Linked DNA regions of Mus musculus: regions 2 and 3 are each linked to region 1. Evidence: chromatin contacts called from public Hi-C and promoter capture Hi-C data. All regions are on one chromosome and are shown on one strand. Each heading gives the region's core, a stretch centred on a gene start, on an enhancer-like site or on the middle of the called end of the contact. The rest is flanking DNA. Distances are from core to core; before and after follow the strand shown. Region 1 holds the start of Adamtsl1 (ADAMTS-like 1). Region 2 overlaps Gm33730 (a long non-coding RNA gene). Region 3 overlaps Adamtsl1 (ADAMTS-like 1).

Region 1 (4,391 bases), core at 1,404-3,903:
TGACACAAATATCGCAGAAGCCTCGTTCTCCCAGGAAGATTGTTCTAGGAGGAAAGAGCTGTTGACAACAATTAAGGCTCCAAACATTCCTTATTTGTATAATTGAAGAACCAACTTCAGAAACAGATTATTTAGCTGTCAATGAGATGAAGGCTATTTTGATCAGGCAACAACTGAGCTTGCTACCATACAGGATACGCGCCCTTAATTCTAATACTAGACAAGACTCTTGTAGTAGGTGAAAGAACGGTAGAAATAACAAATCCTCAAATTCAGTTTCTGGATCAAGACTGAAAGTTGAGCTGATGATGTCACACTTCTGGTTCTAAGTCAACTACAGGTCAGGCTAAAGTTCGCTTTTTCTTAAACCAGCAATTCATTTTGGCTGCAAAGCTAAACAAGCATTTAATGACAAAGCACAATGAGTGCCTGTCATACTACACACATCTTTAAAGGCCTTAATGATCTATAAAACTTATACATCTCCAATTAAGAATATGTCCTTAATTCTTGAGCACTTGCTATCCACAGTATAAAGTACACATAAACAAAGCACATATTTCTCATTTGTAAATGGGCTTAAAATGATCTGATTCACACGGCTATTGTGAGGAGCCACTAGAATGCTTTACAAGCAACTAATCTAGTGTTTGACACTTCCAGACACACTCCGTATGACAGCCATTATAGTTCTTTTCTTTCTAGCATAGCCTTCAAACTTGTAATCACTTAAACATATGCATAAAACAAACCTGGGTGTGAGATTTCATTCTAATTCCATCATATAAGCATTGTAATTCAGACATATATTAAATCCTTTTGAAATTGACACTTTTTTCAAGGTGAGTCTACTTAATTGCTCAGTTACCTATATGAATATTCAAGATATGAAAAGGGAGTGTAATGCATTTACCAAATGAATAGAAATCAATTGGCTGCTGAATGAGAGTGTTGTTTAATCATATTTCCACATGAGAGAAACATGGCTAGTAATGTGAACTAGTAATTTGCTTTATGATGCCATTTAATGGAGAATAACATACACTTTAAAAACAATCACAAAGAAGGAAAGATGAGACGAATTAATGATCTATGCAAGTCACAGATCCCATATGGAAAAAATGAGACAGCTCTCTCGAACTGCTTGCTCCACAGCCGTAAAGGGCACCTCACACACCGTTCATTTCAGTCCTGTGTGAAACCAACATCTACTCTACTCTTCCTAACCCTTTACTTGCTGTTTAAATGTTCATGCAAGCTGAAACTATTTCTAATTGCAAAGTAGTGGTCCCCATTTAAAGTGACAGTGATGCAGCTGATTACAATATGACATTGTAAGAAATAGCTCCTTGGTGTCTGGTCACTATACCCCACTGATCCTCCCGGAGTTTTCCAATTTGTAACAAATGGTTCCCTTCTCTTCATCAAAATTCCAATGTCCATCCAATTTGTCAGAATCAAAGCAGAACAAACTAACCTTTCCCCATCAACAAAACAATGTGTCTTATACAACGGTTACACTTTTACCTTCGTCTTCTCTTTCTCTTCCTTCTGAAGTAGTTCTGGTGTGTCATAATTGTGACAGGAAGAGCTAGAGTCACGTTTCTTTGCAATCAGAGTGTGCACATTTTGGAATCAAACTTTCAGATGAGGTTTACTAAACTGCTTGCCCAGAACACTCTGGTTTAAAAGAAATGTGCATTGCTATTAATATTTTGAGTGTAGATTTTTTGGACAGTATATGTTCATTTTCTGCCCATAAAACCAAGTATGAGTCACAATGGAACATTTACTTCGAGTCAAAAATGCAATGTGTGCTGATGTTCAAGAGAAGAGCCTTATCGCTGGGGCTGGAAATCAGCAGGACAAGGAGTCCAGGGATCTCTATTTGCCTTCAGAAGTAGATCTGAGATCAAAGACTTTAATCTTCAATTCATAAACATTAGCATTAACTTGAATCCATAAATGTGTATAGTAATTATGGGTTATACTCTGGTTTGATTGTAAACAGGGCTCTCGTTCCTTCCTTTTTCACCTGGTTCAAGAGTCTTTATGTATGGAGGAAAATAATTCACACAGGCACTGGGGAAACAAGAACCAAGCAAGCTCCTCACCGCCTAGCCTTCAGAAACCCCAAAATCACCATAGTGAGTTTGATCTCAGGACATCTGTCCTCAGGATCCCATGCTAACACAGTTATTTATATAGTTTTCAGCACATAATATCTGCAGAAGAATACCCTGAATTTCAAGTCTCAATATCAGTATCATTCACTAACTCTAAAAAGTCTTTTATATTTGATTTTGCTGGGAAAGTTGGGGTTAAAGTTCTCAAAGAGTTGAGGTGTACTTTGTAAGCCATGAAAATTCTTTTACCTGGAGTTGGAAGATCATACACAGACAGACAGAAGTACACACACACACACACACACACACACACACACACACCCTCCAGCAGCACCCAGACCAAGTGGCAATAGTAACGTATTGAAATGAAAAGGCATTTACCAGGAGTAGGAAAGCCAGAACGAGCAGCGGTGTGCCAGGAGCTGCCCGACGGCAGCATTCCATACTTGGATCTTTGCCGGAATCCGAATCGGACACTGAATAAGCTGCTAAGTGCTCCTCTGCCCGCTGCTGTCACATCCAGTGCTGGGGCTCACACTCCAGCCCTGCCTATCAGCTTCCATCAGCCCCGCTCACATTTCCTGAGCGAGGGTGGGTGGGTGGATGGGTGGGGGGTAAGCTGAATGGAATCTCTCTAGAGCAGGCAGCCAGCCAATCAGACTCCTGCTAATCAGACATGCTGAATAACAAAGCGGTTGGGGGGGGGGTGCGCAGAGAAAGTGAACAGTGTGAGCAGAAAAGAGAGAAAGGGACTGAAAGGCAGGGGAGCAAGGAGCTGAGCCCGAGAAGAGGAGAGATAGATGTGCACTGGCAGAAGCGCAAAGCTCAAAGAGGAAGCAGGGCTGCGCTCTGAACAAACCTGGTTAGTGCTCTGTGAGACGCGATTCTGTTTGCCATTTGCCTAGGCTGGTGTCTGTTGCTCTGGAAAGTACAGTAGCTCCCTGTGACGGTGTATTGTTCCATTCAGGAGAGAAACTTAATCCCCGTCAATATAGAACATATGCTATAAAGGGACCAAGCCCTAGTCGGGACTGAATGTGCCCTTTAAGTGTATTCGGTGCTAGCGTTCTCTTCCTCTTCTATAAAGTGCCTTTTTATTTTCCCCTTTGAGTTTGGAAAAGAATACTATAGATGGTTTGGAAAGGTCCTAACTAAACCTAACAACGGCTTTAGTTATTTTCTGTATTGGGGTCTTGGTTTAAAAATAAAGGGCTGGCAAAACCTTTCTTTGTGGATTGACAATTTGAAACATCCAATACTTACAAGTTTAAAGGTACAATAAGACTCATTTAGAGCCCCTAGTTTAAAAGAAGCCCTTGACAAAGACTCCAGGATGAGGATGTTGAAATTTGTTGTGAAACAAGTGCTGGGTTTTGACACCTTGACAGCTTTTAATTATCTGATTTAACCCATGACAGGAAAGAAAGGCTGATTTAACCCTCACTTAACCCCAAACATTCTTCATCGGACACCTGACTCAGGCTTTCTCAGAGCTGCTATGACAAAACAACAAAATTTTGAGTGGGGTACCACCTCTTTCCTCTTCGCAGTGGAAATAGGGCCAGGCAGGTTGACCTCTGAGGTGCAATCCAGCTGTAGGAAGTACTAATGGGCTCCAGAGTGTCCGCATGGCTACGGGAAAAGGCCCGAAGATTGGGAGCCTGTTTCACTCAAATCAAGCAAAGCCTGAACGGGCCAGGAGGGTTTTTATTAATATATTAAACAAGTGTTAAGTATCCAATAAGGTTGTCTTTCCTCCTTATCAGTCCAGGAACACCATTTCGGATAAAGAATAAAGCAGTGAGCAAAGCCCCATTTCCACAGGAGAAGAGTTTCCTTGCAGATCTGTCAGCCCAGAAATACCCAGAGAAGGCAGAGGGCACTTAGAATGCATGTTCTTCCCTCTCATTATTAAAAAAACTACCTCACTGTAATAGGCGTGCGAATCCAGGCAGGTCTGCCATATACACACCTGCCTGAGGCTTTGCAAAGAGGTGGAGAAAAGCAGGTTGTTCAGCTTTGGTTATTCCTTCCATGTGGTGTATCGATCTGAGAGGAGGGTTTTTTTTTTCTTTTTTTCTTAGATATTTTCTTTATTTACATTTCAAATGCTATCCCAAAAGTAGTTCCCTATACCCTCCCCCACCCTGCTCTCCTACCCATCCACTCCCACTTCTTGGCCCTGGCTTTCCCCTTTACTGGGGCATATAAAGTTTGCTAGACCAAGGGGCCTCTCTTCCCAATGATGGCCAACTAGGCTATCTT
Region 2 (4,391 bases), core at 620-3,119, 380 kb before region 1:
AGAAGATGGCCCTTTACGGTTTACTGAAGGAAAGAAAGGGATTTTTCCTTCCTTCCTTCCTTCCTTCCTTCCTTCCTTCCTTCCTTCCTTTTTTCCTTCCTCCCTTCCTTCTTTTTTTCCTTCTGCCCCTTCCTTCTCTCCCTCTCTTCCTATTTCCCTCCTCCCATCTCTCCTTCCTCTGTCCTCCATCTACCTATCTATTCATTCCTTCACAAAGTACATATTTTGAAGTACACTTCAAATGCCTCGTGGTCATTCAGAGTAATTGAGGTGGCAGTAGGTGGCCTGGCTGAGTCAGGGCTGGGTGGCAAGCATGTTTATTGGGGCATAATGCAGGCTCACCCTTATGGGTTAGAAGTGAGGGAGTCATGAGAGTAGTGTTACATTCTGGACATGTGTCAAAGGCCGGCCATTGGTGTTGCTGACCAGAGAATAATTTCAGGGTCACCGTAGCTATCCATTGAGATTAGGGAGGATGGAGGAGGGACATTTGAATGCTGGGCAGCCTAGGGTGCTTCTGCAGAACGAGGCTTTGTGCTTCTGTATACGTCCTTTTCTCTAGGCCATAAGGAGCCACCACGTACTCCCGTGAAGTTCGGAAGCTGTGTTTTCTGTTTTCCCTCCACCCCCAGCTCTGTAGGAGAAAAGGTTCTTTAGGCACCAGGGGTGGGTAAGCAACTTAGGTTGTGTTGGGTGCTTCAAGAAACAGAGTAAGAGTTAAGCCAGATGTCAGACCTAATTTTATCCTTTAGTCACGAATCCAGTAAGTAGTTGTGGGCAGTGGAGGGAGGGAAGAACAGGGAATGGAGGAAAAGATACCTTTGTAAAGAGACTTGCTCTTTGGCAGTAGGAATTACAGATGGGTTAAAGCAGGGTGGGTATAACCTGCACCATCCTTGAGGACATTTCTTTGTGCATTGAAGTAATTTTAATTAATTAATTAATTAATTTTTTACAGACGAGAAAGTGTAAGTCGTTTGGGTAAAAGTGGGCAAGAGGCTGAGGTGCTGTGTCTCTGCTTGCATGGTCTGACCATCAGCAGTGGTGTGTGACCACAAGGTCAAATGCTAGAGTAAGCACAAATGTTAATCAGCCCAACCCAATGCCATGGAACAACCTGGTCCTTGTATTTGAGTAAGTCCTATTGTCAACACAAGGGGCTCTAAGGTCAGTGTTCCCATGGTGACAACAGGTGAAACCTTAACTGGCCAGGTCAAGCAAACAAGAGTTGGGCTCAGAGAACCCAAACCCGCTGTAGCTAGATTTTGATCACAGTGCTGCTAGATTCCCTGGGTAAAAACTTAGTCCATTTCTATTGTAAAAATGCAGCAGAATGAGTAATATATATAATATATATATTATATACATACACACATATGTATATATATATATATATGTAATTTTTTTTTTATTTTCTCCTTTTTTTTTCTTATGGTTCCAGAGGTTAGGAAGGTCAAGGCTAAGTTGCCAGTACTCTCTGGGAGCTGCTTTTGTCTTCCAAGATGGCACTTTGAGTGTTGTATCCTTGTAAAGAACATTGTATTCATATATGGCAAAAGCTTGGAAGGGCAAAAAGCGATTCGATTCAGTCCGTCAAGCTCCTTTTTCAGACTGCCATTCCTGTCCCCAGTCATTGGGGAGGATCTGTCATGATTACCTCTTAGAAAGTGCCACCTCTTAGGACCCTCCCCACAGCGGCTCCTGAAGTTTAAAGGGGCACATCCTAGCCACAGCAACTAGAACCTTAGTGTATTTGTGCCAGAACGGTAATAGGATGGATTAGCATTTTTGTGGGTTGTGTCGTGCCAGGTGGACTGGGTGCTCTCTAAACCCAGGAATTGCATGCTCAACTCTAGTGTGTGGGTCCAGAGTTCATGGCTTTAATAAAAAAGGTCAAAAGCAATGATAAGCATGTGTGATGGGACAAGGGGCTGGGGAGTCAGGAAAGAGGAAATGGGTGAGAAGCATAGAGACTCCATCAGGCAGAGAAAAGAGTGAGAATCTCTGGTACAGGAGAAGGCTGGATTGGTTGTCTTCCATGCCTGCTGCAACAGGGGCAAAGCAGACCCTTGCTGTGCAAATGAATGGAAGAGTTGGTTATGGGGTCTTGCTTTTAGGTGAGTATCTTTCCATTCCAGCAAGGAGGAGCCTGTGTAAGTGGAAAAATTCAGGGTGGGAATCCTTGGAGCTGACTTCTGCCATATGCCCTTGCATTATAGCCCACTGATCTATAGCCACAGGACAGGATGTATACGGATGATGGAACAACTTTATCTTCCTTCACTGGCCTCAGCTAAGCCATTTATTGACCTTTCAACTGTTCCCTAAAAAATAACTGTAGTGGGACTGAGGGGTAGAAAGCAAGGCATGGCACACCTCTTGACCTTGATCATTAAACATTGTGTGGAGTTCCTTACCTGGTAACAAAGTCATTCACAGCTTGTCTACTATCTTTCATGGGATTTGTAGAAAGGTCAACCCTGGATAACATGAAGTCCCAGAGGAGGAGGTGATTTCCCAGCATACTCTCTGGTCTGAATGCTGACTGCGCACTCTCAGAGGCTTTACGCACTCTGTTTAAACAAATATTATTTACGTTCAGCAAGAGAACCATTCCCCATTGTCTGCCTTTTCTAACTCACATAAAACTGCACATTTAACTTTTGTTTACACATATATAAACCATATCATTAGGAGTAGCCTGGGAAATGCTTGGTTGGAGATGAATTTTGCCCTTTGAAAACACAGGAGTGAGTGACAGCTGTATATTGTCTTATCAGAGGCGTGACATTGTGCGGTTGATTGGGACCAGGTGTCTCACAGAAGCCATCTGAGTAATACTATAAACTTCTGGTTGACAAGCAGGGTAACAACCCAGCTCTTTTTAGCAAAAAATTGGTTTCCAATATCTGCCTTCAGTGTAGTGTTATTGACAAAGAAACTGAAAACCTTGGGGTGCTATGAGGAAGAAGCGAAGAACAACAGTTTGTGACAAATTTTATGACATGTTGACTAAGACTTGACCTATTAGATCATCCCCAAGTGAACAGGAGGGTGGGTAAGGGAGCAAAGGAATATTTTGGGTCAAGTTTGGTCAAATTCTTATTATATTTGATTTCTTACTGTTTATTTCAAGGCCGTATCAACAATGGTCATCTCCTAATTTGCAGTGTGTGACTTGGACAGATCGCCTTCTCTGCTTTAACCCAATGTATACTGAGTCTGAATCATCAAGTGTTTAGCTCAGCTAGCTCACTGAATGAGGTACGAGAGAGATGAAAGTGTTTGTTTTGCTTTCTAAGTTAGCTGTTTACAGGCTAGCTTATTAAATTCTTTTCTTTTATTTTTTTATTGTTCTTAACAGTGCTATCCTTCTCTCTACACAATCATTTTATTTTCTCTTGTGGAAGACTTTGACTATTTTAGGGAACCCCATAGATTACTGAGACACAACGTGTCTGGAATTAGCTGAGAATAATTAAGTTGGATTATTCCCTTCCATCTTATTTGCAGCATGAAGAGATGAGCTATAGTGAAAAATGTAAGATGTCCCTTATTTTAACTCATTCTGTCCTTGTATATTTGCTTTTGAGTACATTCCCATGTTTTATGGTAACTTCGGAGGAAACAGTAGTGATGCGTGCAGTTGGGTGTGTTGACTTCAGAGTAGGCTTTACACTGAGGTTCTAAGATAACATTTGCTCTGGGAAATAGTTCTCAGTGCTTGTTGGGACTTTTCATGGGTCTGACTTGGCTAAATGCTTTGATCTGTTTTTTTTGTTTTTTTGTTTTTTTGTTTTTTTTTTTTTTTTTCCTTCTCTCTAAGACACAGAGCTTGGAACTTGATCACTAATGTCTTTCTTGTTTATTCTACTGGGCAGTACTAAGCTTTGAAAGAAAGACTGGCTTCCTTCTCAGACCAAAATGGAAACACAGGTGACAGTGGGAAATAACACGAAGACACTCGAACTGTCTTTCATCTCCCTGCCATTCTTGGGTTAGTTTGGATGGTGATGATAAAAACAATTATTCTCAGTGAGTCTTTCAGTATGTGCAGCACCTGATAATTCTTTTTTTTTTAAATTAATCTATTTTATTTTATTTTTTCTCAAATTTTTTATTAGATATTTTCTTCATTTACATTTCAAATGCTATCCCAAAAGTCCCCTATACACTCCCCCTGCCCTGCTCCCCTACCCACTCACTCCCACTTTTGGCCCTGGCATTCCCCTGTACTGAGGCATATAAAGTTTGCTAGACCAAGGGGCCTCTCTTCCCAATGATTGCTGACTAGGCCATCTTCTGCTACATATGCAGCTAGAGACACAAGCTCTGGGGGTACTGGTTAGTTCATATTGTTGTTCCACCTATAGGGTTGCAGAGCCCTTCAG
Region 3 (4,391 bases), core at 1,311-3,810, 280 kb before region 1:
CTGTCTTACACTTTGAAATTTTATATGTGAATACATTGAAATGACACTGGCCTGTGGGACAGATTGTGACAGCTGCCACCCACCCCAACAGAAATTCAAGATGCCAAGGACCAGTGCAGGTTGAGAACAAACCTCTGCTCGTGTTGCCTGATGATTACGGGCTCCAGATTCTATTTGACACCTGTTTGACCATAAATGATAGTACCAGATCCAAGCATCCAAGGGGCAAGGAGTCGGACAGCTTTAAAACATGGCTGTTTTTGTTTGGTCAAGTGGAAAAACAGACCATTAGCCAGACTGCAGGCCAAGGTCAGCTGTGACTTTGGTAGTCTCATTCCTTCTCTAGCATCAAGCTCCACCTTTCTAAAGTAGTGAAGCTAAGCTGAAATCAAGTCTCTCAAGCCATGCTTGGTAACCATGGTGAGGAGGCGATGCCGGGGCTGCTTCTCAGTGATGGCGACTCCCACCACTGGAGACCTGTCACCCCACTCCCGCTTCCGCTTTAACCATGAAGTTCTCATTTTGTTTTAGATTTAAAAATGTGTGTGGTGTGTGTGTGTGTGTGTGTGTGTGTGTATGTGTGTGTGTGCGCACATGAACTCTCATTTGTTCACTGCATGTGCAGAAGCCAGAAGATGACATATAGTAGTATTACAATATGTCACTCTCCACATAACTCTCTTAAAGGAGAGTCTCTCTCACTGACCCAAGAAGCTAGGCTAGTACCAGTGAGCCCCAGATGTATCTCTGGGAGATTGTGTCTCACTATTTCCAGCCTCTCTTCAATGCTAGAAATTTCCATTCATGAACCCTGATAGCTCAGAACTTTAGATAAGGGCTAAGCCTTCATACTTTACCAAGTGTGTCATTTTATTTCCTTAGGGAGAAGAGCAAAGCACAAGGGAGACCTAGAATATGACCCTGAGCCCAGCCATTGCAGGCAATGGAGTGTTTTACCTAGATCCTTCTTTCTCCTGATAATGAACCCAGAAGGTAGGGAACAAGGGTTAAGGTAAACTAGACACAAGTACTTCATGTGTCTCACTTAATCAAGACTCTGCCTACATGATACACTCTGTTATCTTCATTTCAAATACAGTCAGACTAAGGGATAGAAAGATGAAGCAATGAGCTTCATGCTGTATAGTTGCTAAGGGAGTGAGAGTTTAGAGCCAGGTTTGCTTGTCATTGTGTCTGAACTCTTAGCTCTATAAGATCCTGTTCTAATGGTCTACTTGGCTTAATATGATCTGGTTCAGTGGGTTCCTTCCTTTGGTGCTTAAACCAGAAGGGTCCTTCTTTTAAATCACTTTTTAATGACTGTTCTGTGTTCAATATCCTCCAAAGGCCACAAATGTCAGAGGATGGAGGGGTGGCAATTATTAGACATATATAGTCTTCTCTCCATTGCCCATCCATGATAGCCCATCACCCAATCGACACTTGGCCAGGATGTTGTTGCTTGGCACATACACCAGGGCTCTTTTCTGTGTAGGCATTTCTTAATATGATTTATTATATTAAGTAATAATGCCTCCCAAATCAACAGTTTTCTGTTGTTCTTCTGTGTTGCCTGCTGATTAGGGACTCCAGATTCTATTTGACATCTGTTTGACCATTAATGACAGTACCAGATCCAAGCATCCAAGGGGCAAGGGGTCGGACAGCTTTAAAACATGGCTGTTTTAGTTTGGTCAACTAAAAACCACCAGCCAGCATGTCTGTGTACACACACCTTTAAATATGTACACATTTTTCTCTTCCCCTCCATTCTTGTATTCTGCTGAAATACAAACTGTTTCTGGAATGCCCAAATAACCATTCTCCTTTTTATCCTGAAACATCTGGGGTGAGACACAGCCAGAGGTAAGTTTACTAATAGATTATGATGGTAGTTTAGGTTCTTGTACAGCCCCACTTCCCACAGCAGGCACTATCAGATGGACTCTCAACAGCCTGGTAATGTACAAAGCAAGAGTTCCGTGCTTAGAAGTCAGGCATCTTTATTTCCTCAGGCTTCCTTTTCTGTCTGGAAGAGAGTGTTCCTGTGACACACATTTAAACCACCAGCAGTTCCAAACTGAGTTGCATGTTATACACTAAAAAGCCAAGGCAAGAAAGAGAAGGGTCTTGGATATGATTGGGATGTACCAGTCTTTCTGCCAGTTGCTGAGTTTGCTTGTACAGCAATGATTTTTAGACTTCTCTGTGGAAGACACTCAGGTCTTTGAAGCTGGGTAGTTAAAGGCAACTCAAAGAGAATCCTGGAGCTGAAAGCAGTCCGGGTGACTTTTTAACTCTGGATGTAAATGGATTCATGCCAGTGTCAAAACAAGAATTACTCGGAGAAGCAGGTTAGCTGGAGGTTAAGTTTGGGATCCCTAACTCCAGGCACCATCTGGAGCTGAGAGCGCTGAGCCACCACTTTCCCCAAGTACACAGCAATGGGGAAATCAAGTTCTCTTGCTGGGAAGTTGTTCAAGTTTTAGAGTCAGGAAACTAACAGTAAAGAGGCAGGATTTCCTTGGCCTTCTTTTCCTAATAAATCACATCCTTTATTGTCCAGAAACTTGGAAGAGAAGAACCAGGGAGGCCTTGCCCTTCCTGAGCAGAGACTGGAAAGAGCTGGGAGTAGGACGTGGGAGCATGACTGTTGGGAGAAGGGGCTAGGTGCAGAAAGACGCGAAGAACTCTGGGTTTTGGGGTTGTCTGAGGGAGTTCCCATTTATAATCACAGGTTTCTGATGTTCAACTGTTAGGTAAGGGCTGGCTGCATAGCCTAGGTCCCCATAATAAAATCAGCCCATAGCCTAGATATTATGCATCCTACCATATAGACTGATGGCATTACAATATGCCATTCCACACTGTCAGGAGAGCTTTTTGGTCTCTTTTCTATTGTGTGGGATGATTTCTGTCCTATGCGTTCTCTCACCCTGAGAAGAGAAGCATACCTACCTCTGACCACTCTGAGAGAAGCCACTCACTGGGGCAGTCATCTTTCTTGCACCCTTGGTGGGAGGTTGGTTTGGAGGCAGAACAGAAGGTCTCTGGAAGCTCCAGGAAGCTGCCGTCAGCCATACGCTGCTTGCAGAGAACATCACGTTTCTGAATCCCTCCTCCACAGGTCCTGGAACACTGGGCAAGCAAAGCAAAAAGGGTCAGCACCGGCAAGGATCCTGATCACGACCTGATTCTTGGTGGAGTAAAGAGCAGGGAGGTGGTTTTTTCGTTTTTGTTTTTGACAAACCAGGAGTCAGGTCAAAGGGCTTTGCTTCTTGTCTTTGCAGTGAATTATGTAGCAAAGATTTTGTAGCTCCCCACTTGTAATCTCAGGTATTTAACTTGAGCATCCAGGAATTCAGGAGCCCTGGAATCTTAGAAATTTGCCCCTGAACTGTGATTTGTAGCCACTAAAGAGAACTGGTTTAAAAGGTTAGTATAATAAAGTGTTCAACATATTTATGATCCAATGAAAATAATCTGTGCAGCTTCCAGCATGAGGAAGAGGGACCTCCTGCCATCAGAATCAACCATCAGAAAAAAATTAATTTGCAGAGAGAAAGGACTCTCCTCTCCCCCCACGTGGAAGCAAGCACTCACTCAACCACACTGGGCAATGGGAGATTTAGGAACCAGGTTTCTGAAGAACTCATCTGGACTGGTGATTTCTAAGGGCACTGGGAGCCAGAGGCGCTGAAATCTGGTATGCAAGAAAAATAGCCTCATGTCAGTGGTTTTCAGAGGGACCGCAGTAAAACACTTTGTTTACATGGAACTTAATCGTTATAATCTGGCTGCTTAAGGCAGGAACGAGGCCTCCTGGGGCACAGACTGTTGGCTTTCTCCAAGTATTTGTCCCTTCCCTTTTAAGGGCCCTCAGCTTTTAGCATGGTACACGGTTTTCTGTATAGGCTATATTTGGCAAGCTCCCTTGAAGGCAAGCACAGCCACTGGACTAAACGATGGCCAATGGGATATAAACAGATGGATGTATGCGATTTCAAAGACCTCAGCTAAAGAGAGACCCACACCGCTCCTTGCTGCCAAGAATTGGCATGGGGTGCATGCGATATGCAAATGGGGTGTGAGTGATATGGAAAAAGATAGAGTAGGTTTCATTGTTGACTGAGAAGCCCTGCCTACCTCTTCTTATGCAAAATACTCTTTAGTCTTTGAAGCCACTATAATTTTGAGATTTCTGTTACTACACTCTGATAGAACCCTAGTTCTTATATGCTAAACCATGGCTTTGCTAGGTTGGTGCAGCTCAACCAAGACATTTCAGGGTGTCCTTTGGTTTCTTAGGAACAGTCTCTAGTTATTCACTTGCTGCCCTGGTTGTTTGAGACATTTAATCTAGGTCCAAAAGCTGAGAGTTTGCATTGAAG

Evidence for each region. Promoter capture Hi-C pulls out the DNA fragments that hold promoters and counts their contacts. Hi-C and Micro-C count contacts between places; a contact is called where the count stands out from the background.
Region 2: a contact with region 1 is called in a promoter capture Hi-C map of liver. The contact joins the enhancer-like site here to the promoter of Adamtsl1 in region 1. A contact is called at or near these places in 2 of 39 promoter capture datasets (cranial neural crest and liver), 2 of 484 Hi-C or Micro-C datasets (both in liver) and 3 of 115 datasets of contacts at active chromatin or transcription factors (astrocytes, embryonic stem cells and fibro-adipogenic progenitors).
Region 3: a contact with region 1 is called in a Hi-C map of uterus, with 2.5 times the contacts expected there. The contact joins the enhancer-like site here to the promoter of Adamtsl1 in region 1. A contact is called at or near these places in 1 of 39 promoter capture datasets (liver), 4 of 484 Hi-C or Micro-C datasets (nephron progenitors and uterus), 7 of 115 datasets of contacts at active chromatin or transcription factors (embryonic limb bud, embryonic stem cells and neural tube) and 1 of 9 other capture datasets (embryonic stem cells).

What each region holds. Positions count from the first base shown.
Region 1 is chr4:86,052,237-86,056,627 of GRCm38.p6, reverse strand. Adamtsl1 (ADAMTS-like 1) reads right to left here and starts at 2,653. Exons shown (of 29, transcript NM_001368621.1): 1 at 2,508-2,653. The coding sequence starts at 2,570.
Region 2 is chr4:86,433,264-86,437,654 of GRCm38.p6, reverse strand. All of the region lies in intron 2 of Gm33730 (a long non-coding RNA gene), which reads left to right. Among named protein-coding and RNA genes, the nearest start is that of Gm33730, 5.5 kb to the left of the region's middle. Within about 2 kb of position 1,869, at least 8 of the 459 cell types and tissues checked have an H3K27ac peak or open chromatin away from gene starts, as enhancers often do. A contact at or near this core is called in liver, where this site is marked.
Region 3 is chr4:86,335,585-86,339,975 of GRCm38.p6, reverse strand. It overlaps Adamtsl1 (ADAMTS-like 1), which reads right to left. Exons shown (of 29, transcript NM_001368621.1): 17 at 2,959-3,138. Among named protein-coding and RNA genes, the nearest start is that of Gm33730, 100 kb to the left of the region's middle. Within about 2 kb of position 2,560, at least 11 of the 459 cell types and tissues checked have an H3K27ac peak or open chromatin away from gene starts, as enhancers often do. A contact at or near this core is called in uterus, where this site is marked.